Linked DNA regions of Gossypium hirsutum: region 2 is linked to region 1. The links are chromatin contacts, called in public Hi-C maps. All regions are on one chromosome and are shown on one strand. Each heading gives the region's core, a stretch centred on a gene start, on an enhancer-like site or on the middle of the called end of the contact. The rest is flanking DNA. Distances are from core to core; before and after follow the strand shown. Region 1 holds the start of LOC121228971. Region 2 holds the start of LOC107937136 (protein NRT1/ PTR FAMILY 8.3).

What was found. A called contact is a pair of places that touch in the nucleus more often than the background predicts.
Region 2: a contact with region 1 is called in a Hi-C map of hypocotyl, with 2.2 times the contacts expected there. The contact joins the promoter of LOC107937136 here to the promoter of LOC121228971 in region 1. A contact is called at or near these places in 11 of 34 Hi-C or Micro-C datasets (hypocotyl, leaf, petal and 1 more).

What each region holds. Positions count from the first base shown.
Region 1 is chrA01:74,904,131-74,908,173 of Gossypium_hirsutum_v2.1, reverse strand. LOC121228971 reads left to right here and starts at 1,570. Exons shown (of 5, transcript XM_041112023.1): 1 at 1,570-2,492; 2 at 2,618-2,784; 3 at 2,883-2,970; 4 at 3,099-3,278; 5 at 3,374-3,915. The coding sequence starts at 2,387. The coding sequence ends at 3,654. It overlaps LOC107937130 (non-specific lipid-transfer protein 4), which reads left to right. Exons shown (of 2, transcript XM_016869954.2): 2 at 234-1,383. The coding sequence ends at 250.
Region 2 is chrA01:75,130,097-75,134,624 of Gossypium_hirsutum_v2.1, reverse strand. LOC107937136 (protein NRT1/ PTR FAMILY 8.3) reads right to left here and starts at 1,545. Exons shown (of 6, transcript XM_016869960.2): 1 at 1,383-1,545; 2 at 1,171-1,250; 3 at 885-990; 4 at 567-784; 5 at 1-9. The coding sequence starts at 1,221.

The DNA of each region.
Region 1 (4,043 bases), core at 321-2,820:
TCTTTTTTTATGTCTAGAAACACTAATTAACCCTAAACTCTAAAGAAATCCCACTATTTTCACTTTTTTACTTGATTGGTTGTCAAGAAAAGAAGTGAAGCAAAAAGTAAAATCCTAAATTTAAAGTGCATAATAAAACACTACTTAATTACTTTTTTTTCCTTTAAAGGTTTTATTAATCTTAATTATGCTAATATGCTGAGGCTAACAATTAAAATTTTGATACTTTTCAGGGTACACCGTCCCATAAGAAAGAAACCATGAAGGAGAAAAATTATGAGTAATCTCAGTTATTTACTATTAGGAGAGAGCTAATAAATAAAGTATTGATGCTGCATTACTGCACGGTTACTGGATGATTCACCCCTTAATTAAGGCAGTTCGTATATATATATATATCAATTTTAGTGCGATCTTGGGAAATTGTGTTAGATCTCGAGGTTACTTCACCATGTTGTTATTTCTTTTATATGTGTTCACCTTTATATTATAGTAATCAGTGTTCTAAATATAAACTTCTCTCTCAATACATGCAAAACATAGTAATAATCATTTATCCACCCAAAAAAAACATAGTAATAATTTGTTATTGGTGAATTGTTATGTTATAGAATGCATATGATATAGGTAAATTTGAAATGCCAGGTCAAAACAAATCATTATCAATATATCAATTATGAGAGTAAAACTAAAACAATAATCTATACTTCTCTTAATCATCCATTCAACATTTAAATTCAAAATTTTCAAAATAAAACCTTAACTGTTGTGACTTTTAATATTTTATGTATAATGTTAGGCTAAAATCTATTGTTTATGAATTAATTGATGGCTATACTGGTTGGCACAATAGTATTTGTTGATACAAGTTTTAAGTTGGGAGTTTGAGAATAGTTCATCTTTAAGGAGCGAAGAATTGCAAGACTGAATGGGGTTAAAAGTATGATAGAGAAAGAGGGAAAAGAATATAGTTCTATGATAATATAAACTCTCTTGGATATTCATAATATCTAAAAAAAAAAAGTGGGGGTCTCCCGTGGGTGAAGAAGATGGAAAAAGTGGGTGAAGAGACCCTTCTCTTTTGTCCTTTGAGGGTATGTATGCATGTTTTTTCTGTTCGGGGCTCGTGTAATCATGCCCTACTATCTATAGGGTGGCTATAGGATGTGGAAGATGTATAATATTATTGAAGATTCTCAGAAGCTGTGAGTTTGAATGGACACACTTCATATCCTCCTTAAGTGAGTTTAATTAGCTAAGGATTTAGAAATTGTTTGATACATTGGTGAAGGGTGCTTACCTACATGCCCATGTTGTGATTATTTATTATTGATAAATGCAGTAATGATTTACTTTTATTAATAATACGTAAAGTTAAAACAATTCTTATCGTCTCAAGAAATACAATATATTCTTAATGGCGTGATCTTATTATTGTTATAACAATTAAGAGAATAGATTTAAAAATTTAGAGAAAATTATAGATAATAGCAAAAATTGTATAAAAAACCTTATAACCAACGCGTACTGTATGATATACATGATTTTAAAGGGAAAAAAGAAGAAGAAGAAGAAAGAACAGAGACATTTCACACAAAATACAATGTGGGTAACAGAGATGTTGAGACAAAGTTTTTGGACCATCGAAACTCCATGGAGTGAAAAAGGTTTGGACCCACATCTCCACCTCTCATCTTCCTTGCATGTTGCTGAAATGCTGCACCTGAACCCCACAAGCATGCTAGTGTGTGGACCCTATCGCCACCTAAATGGAGAGGGTGAAGGATGAATTAGACAAAGATTTGCATTCCTTAATTTCAAATTTGATAATATAATTACATGGATATATAAAAAGAAGGCACAATGGTGAGAAGGTGGTAGGGAAAAAGTTGCCAATAGGAGAAACGGTTGGTAACCATATATCAGAAGGAATGGAAAAAGAAAAGCTGAAATTTGAATTATGTCTATCTACCCATGTTTTCTTTTGTCCTTTAATCTCAAAAACAATCCCTCTGCTTTTACATGAAAAACAACAGCATATGATATCATAACTTTTGCAATTATTTAGTCCCCCATATACCAAACCCCACATTTATGATTAAAATTCCAATCCCCAGCACAGAGTACAGAAGCCCAATAAATATTTAGAATATGTTTCAAAATAATATGTTTTTTTCCATATCCCAAGAAACACACTCTTTTTTCTCTCCATTGCCGTTGACTGATTCCCTTCCTTCTTTCTTTCTACAATAATGTAGTTTTCACCTTTTTTTTTTTTGGTTATTTAGAACAACCCAATCAAACCATTACAAGCAGTTGGAACCAATGCTATATTATAAAATGATTTCTTGTTTAGCTATTTAAGAGACCCTAAACCCCAACAAACATGGGTGAGCTTAATTCTATGGCTTACACTAGTAGCAGCCTCCATAGCCCTTCCCCAGGTTGGGATCTTCAAAACCTTGGAGTTCTCAACGCAGACATGTCTTTAGGTACATACTCTTTTCTTGCTTTATTGTCTTCCAGTCTTTCTTTCACTGTTTGTTTTTCCTTTATGTTTTTAGTTTAAAGGGAGTTTAACCCCATTTATGTTTCTCTGCATGTGAATGGAATGCAGTCATGGATGGAAGTGGAACTGCCCCATTCTTTCCACATCTAGACTCTGATTTCTCTTCTGGGTATCTGGAAGATGCATTGCTTGAATTCACTGAACCATCCAAACGAAGACGCCTCTTGCTGTACAATGATCATAATCAATTCAATGGTTTAAATGATCTCGCCATGGTATTTTTCTTCTTTTTTTTTTCTGGTTTTCTTTTGTTTTTGTTTTACCAAATTAACAATGTGATCTGAACATGGCTAGTTCCACTGTTATCATGCAGCAGGGCTATTGGAATTATAGCTGCAACTGGGGCCTATCTGAGAATTTCAGCTGCATGAGCCAGTTAACAAGCATTAATGGCGTTTCAGGTAATGATTTACTATTCATTTTTCTCTTTTACTAGCCACCACGTACTTTCTCCCATCCCATGCATATATCAAATAGTATACAATGTTGAAATGATGCTTATTATGGATTTTTTTCCCTTATACTTTAGATGAACCAATGAGTACATCGGTGAGCAGTGAGGAAGCAAACATTGTCACGGAGATAAAAACACCAGAAGAGGCAATACCACGCAGCTTTGAAGAAGCTTTTGATTCATCTTCTTCTTCTTACAAAATATCAACAGCCAAGAGCAAGTCATTTTTCAACAAAGACACCCAAATTTCTTCTGGTAAATACGAAGGGAATTGTTACAATGCTTCTGTTGATGTTATTATAGCTAAATGATTTAACATTGATTTATGGTTTTATTGGTGGGTTTTATAGGAAGTGAGGATAAGAAGAAGAAAAGGGTGATAACAAGGGTTGTTTATCCATTTGCATTGGTTAAGCCCGGAGGGATAGAAGGGGATATGACACTAAACGACATTAACGAAAGGATTCTAATGCCACCGACAAGGCCGGTAAGGCACCCAGTGGGGGATTTCGCTTGTAGGCCATGCGTATCTGCGGATGGTCCTGGGCTTTCTGGAAAAGCTGTGGTGGCCCTCACCAAAATACACACTCAAGGAAGAGGCACCATCACTATTATCCGAACCAAAGGTTAAGGAAAGTCAATTTCAAAAACTTGTTTCTGCTTGCTTTTTTTTTCTTTTTTACTTCTTCACCATAGGTCAGGCTTTTGTTTGAAATTGTATAGGAGGAGAGGGAGGAGGTGTATGAATCATGCATCAATGTAAAATATCATCCACTTTTTTTCTTTTTTTTACACACATTATAGCTACCGTTAATTGTTGGGTTTTCATGCTTAAATTTAGATTTGTACCTTTACGAGGGGAAAGAATCAAAGAAGTTAAATTATGCTCTTACTCTCTTTAGTACGCATAAGTCGGTATTTTTAGTCCTTTTAATTTTTAAAATTTTAGTCCTTGGTAGTTAAATTTATTAGATTAAATTATACTATTATTTTCTTACTATGTGTGAACTTAAACTATAT
Region 2 (4,528 bases), core at 296-2,795, 230 kb before region 1:
ACACATTCCCTACATCAAATAGTAAATGTGTTATCCAATGCATCAGAAAGTGAAATCAAAACATATAAATTACTTGCCCACTTTACCTTAATAGAAGTACCAGAATTCATTAGTCAATAATATGATTAAAATGATGAAAATTGTTGTCCTCACATAGCCAAAAATCAAATTCTTTACCGTGTAAAGTGCAAGATATTAACGTGAGTTATAAATTCCAGAAAATATGTTATTACACTTTAAAACTGTCTTAAAATCTTTGCAAAGGAGTCAAAGTGCTTCCTGATTTAAAACTACTAGCAACAGAAGAGGAGAACCATGCGTGAATTTAAATCGCATGTGAAGGACCATGCATATCAGGGTTAATGGCATAATGTGAACTGCAAAACACACTCAAAGGAACAGCAGCCAAAGACTACTGCAGTTGAATGCAGGATCAACTTCATGATAAGTAGTTCAAAATAATGAAGCAACAATTACATCATAAATCAGAAAAATAACTATTTAAAGAATAAAACGATGAGCATGTAAAGCAGGAAAAAGTAGTAGTTAGGAGTAAATTATATTACGAAGAAGTAAATAGTGGAGAAAGCAGCAATTGTCCAATATCTTCCCCAATATGCATCTGCTAAGACGGCTCCAATGAGAGGTGTAAGGTAGCAAGTTCCTTGCCAAGTAGTTACATTTCTTGCAGCTGATACATTCCCTTCATGCAGTTTCTTGGTCAGGTAACTTACAAGATTAGTTGCTATCCCATAATAAGCCAATCTCTCACAGCATTCATTACCTATAATTCCATATAAAAAAGTTGCAGAAATAAGATAAGCTTTACTCAAATAAAACCCATTTAAAAGGAAGAGCAAATAGATAAATTTACAATAATTCACCCAAAATGAAAGGGCACGCTCTCCAATTTCCAGTATTCTGCTTCAAAATAGGATTCCCATTGAAGTCAACGGAGCCATCCCCAGTGTAAAGCCCACTGCTTTCAGCCTGGAAATACCAAATATTAAAACACTAATAACAACATAAACTCCGAGGTAAAGAATTTTAACAAGAAAAGACAACAAAACCCAGAAATTTTTTCAGTGTTAAAGGTGTCTGTGAGCAAATAATCAAAATCTTATAACCACCAAGAATTAAAGATGAAGGGGAAGCAGAAAAAAAAGATACCTGATTAAGTTCAGCTTCCAAAAGCGATCTCTCTTCATCCATAGATCCCATGATTGTTTTGCAACTGAACCAATCAAAGACTACAGATTCAAAATCCCCAAAACAGATAGGGGAAGATTAGGGACTAAGATAAGATAAGATATATCTAAATGTAATTTGTGATGAAAATACTGGGCAAATTATTAGGCTAATAAAAGCGTATAAGACTTTACCTTGTTAGATTGGTAATGTCAACAACTTTTGGAATCTTTTAACAAAAAGGAAAAAGAAAAAGAAGTTCTGGGATCCTTAAAATTTGGTTGATTAGATATTAACACAAGCTGAAGGAGTGGAATGTTAGGGTGACCCAGGCACGCTTCCCTATCTTTTGTAATGGCTGAGATAAGGGCTTTTAATGATACATCTATGGGTGGGAACATGGATTTTGGGTTCGGGAATAGAGGTGATCATGGGCCGGGTCGGGTTTGGGCCGGGTCTAAATAAAATTTTAGGCTAGTCTATTAGGTCTGGGACTGGTCCGGTCCGAAATATGGGTCTAAAAATTTGTCCAAGCCTGGCCCGAAATAAAATTGCTAAGCCCGAGCTCAGCCCGGCCCGACCCATATTAATTTTTTTTACTTATTTCATTAAATAAAAAATTTTAAAAATATAATAAATCAAATATATTTAAAAATATTAAAACAAATATTAAAACAAATAAAAATAACACTAAAACAATTCTTAAAACAATACATAAATTGATAATATAATAAAAAATAGTTATATTAAAAATTTAAAATGATTAAAAATAAAATAAAAATATATATTAATATATAATTCGGGCCGGGCTCGGGCCAAAAAACTCTTACCCGAGGCCTAGCCCGTTTTCTAAACGGGCCTCATTTTTTTGTCCAAACCCATTTTCGGGCCTATATTTTTACCCAAACCCTCCTATTTTTCGGGTGGGCCTTCGGGCCGAGCTGGGCCGCCCAGCCCATGATCAGCTCTATTCGGGAAGGACTAAAGTTATAATTCTACCACCAATACCGATACCTAACCGGGTTTGAACATAGATTTTTAGGTCTAATTCTAACTTTCATCTCTCTACTTTTTCAAATTTTGAAAAATTAATCCATCTGCTCTAAGTATTAACAAACACATTAACTTCATGAGTTGTTGGACTATTCATTTTTCAAATCAACGATTAAATGACAAATTTTAAAAATGATCGATTCTTGAAAAATTAATGTAAAGGGATTAGTTTTTCTTTTAATTTTCATGAAATAGAAGGATGTAATTCATAATTAAACCTAAATTTTAAGACTAACATGTTTATTTTTTATTGTATTAATCTTTTAAATGATTTTTTGTTAAAATTTTATGGGAAATTTGTTTTAACTTTAAATTTAAATATTTTAAAATTTATTAAAATATTTTTTTTGATATCTTCATGTTCATTATACATTCATATTCGAAATATATGATTACCATACTTAATAATTTTTTTAAAAAAATTTAAACTTACACCTAATCACTTATACGTGAAATCATTAAAATATTAATAAATAAATAGAATCAATCTAAAACCAATTCCATCCATAAACACTCTTCTATTATAATTTTTTTTTAATTTTAAAAACTATTTAATCTACTTGATTGATTATTTGTCTTTTGCTTTATTTTAATCTTATCTTTTACAACTTCAATATATATATATATCTTTTAACATTTTATTTCCATTTTTGAATTGATTGCATAAATTGGAGTGAGTTACTTTATTTAGTAAATTCCAAGATCTTTTAATTTGAATGTTTGTCGTAAGAGTTCAGAAAACCACGAGCTACTTCTTGAGCAAAACTAGGAAGAGAGGTGGGTCGATTTTATTTTATTTTTTTAATTTTTAAAATTTGAATTTATAAATTTAACCAAAAAAAAGTCTATTTGTTATTCATACTTATTTTAATATTATTATCTAAATTTAAATTCAAATTGAATGTTATTATTTTTAGAATATTTAAATTTAAAAACTTTTGAATTTGAATATATTACATATAATCAAAATAATAATTATAATTATAATAAATGGATTAAAATAATTAAATTTATGTATGTTATTCAAATAAATAATGTGGATTTAGGTAATGAATATCTAAAATATCTATTTGCATTCACTTCGAATGTGTGACGAATAGTAATTTTAAATTTTAAATATTATCTAAATTTATAATATCCAAATGTGCAAGAAAATAGATTCAATACCTAATCTAAATTATTATCTCTAAATAAATATATAAAAAGCATATATGTGGGTATGAAAAGTGTACAATTACAAAAGGGCTCAATTTTGACATTAAAACAATGGTATCTCACAAACATTTTCTCACCGTTCTAACTTTAGACTACATAGTTGAGGAGGTATTCCAATTAAAGTGTTTCTATATATCACAAAGATTTTGGGTTCAAATCATGTTACATTTTTTTAGCATTATACCATTTATTTTCGATCTTAAACGATCATATTTTATTATTCTTTTATAACTTTAAGATATATTTTTAAATTTTTTTCTAAAAAGAAAGAACAAAATTTTAAGGATGTGTCAATTCTTCAACAACATTCAAAACTAGGGTAAGACTTTTGCATTATCAACATGATGATGCAGCAACTTCCAAGATTTAAATTGCATTTAAGCAACAATAAAACTTTTATTCTTGGACTAGCAAATCATACTTCAACTTAATGGTAATGTTAAAGCCTTAAAAACTTTGAAATATTATGTTAGAATCTTGCATATGAAAATTATTTATGAGTGAGTTAATTATTTAATTCAATATTTATAATAATTATTTTTATAAATATTGATGTGATTGTTAGTTATAATTTTAAAAAAAGAAAATAGATTCGAAAGTAGTTGAAAAATCTAATGAAAATATATATTTTGAAATCGCATATACATTTTAAAAGACTAGTTTTTTTTATATAACATGTTTTATTATTTAATAAAATATTTTTATTTCATGATATTATTAAAAATAATTCATAAATAATATTTAAAAAATACAAGACTTTCCAATTGTAATTAAGTAATTATATAATATTGAAATACTGTATTTGTTGAATATTTAAAAGATGAGCATATATTGTATATTTACACTTCAATCTTTATTTTTTTAATTAATGGATAAATTCCTATTTTATACTTAGAATTTATTTAAATTAAATTTCAATTTAAATAAATCTTTTTTAAGCTTAATTTATGTCAGCATTCTTTTAATAGTTAAATTATAAATTTTATTGAATTATAAGTTAAGATTTATGTCAACATTGTTTCTCCAATAGTAGTATATTCAAGTTTATTATCAACATTAATAAACAGTATTT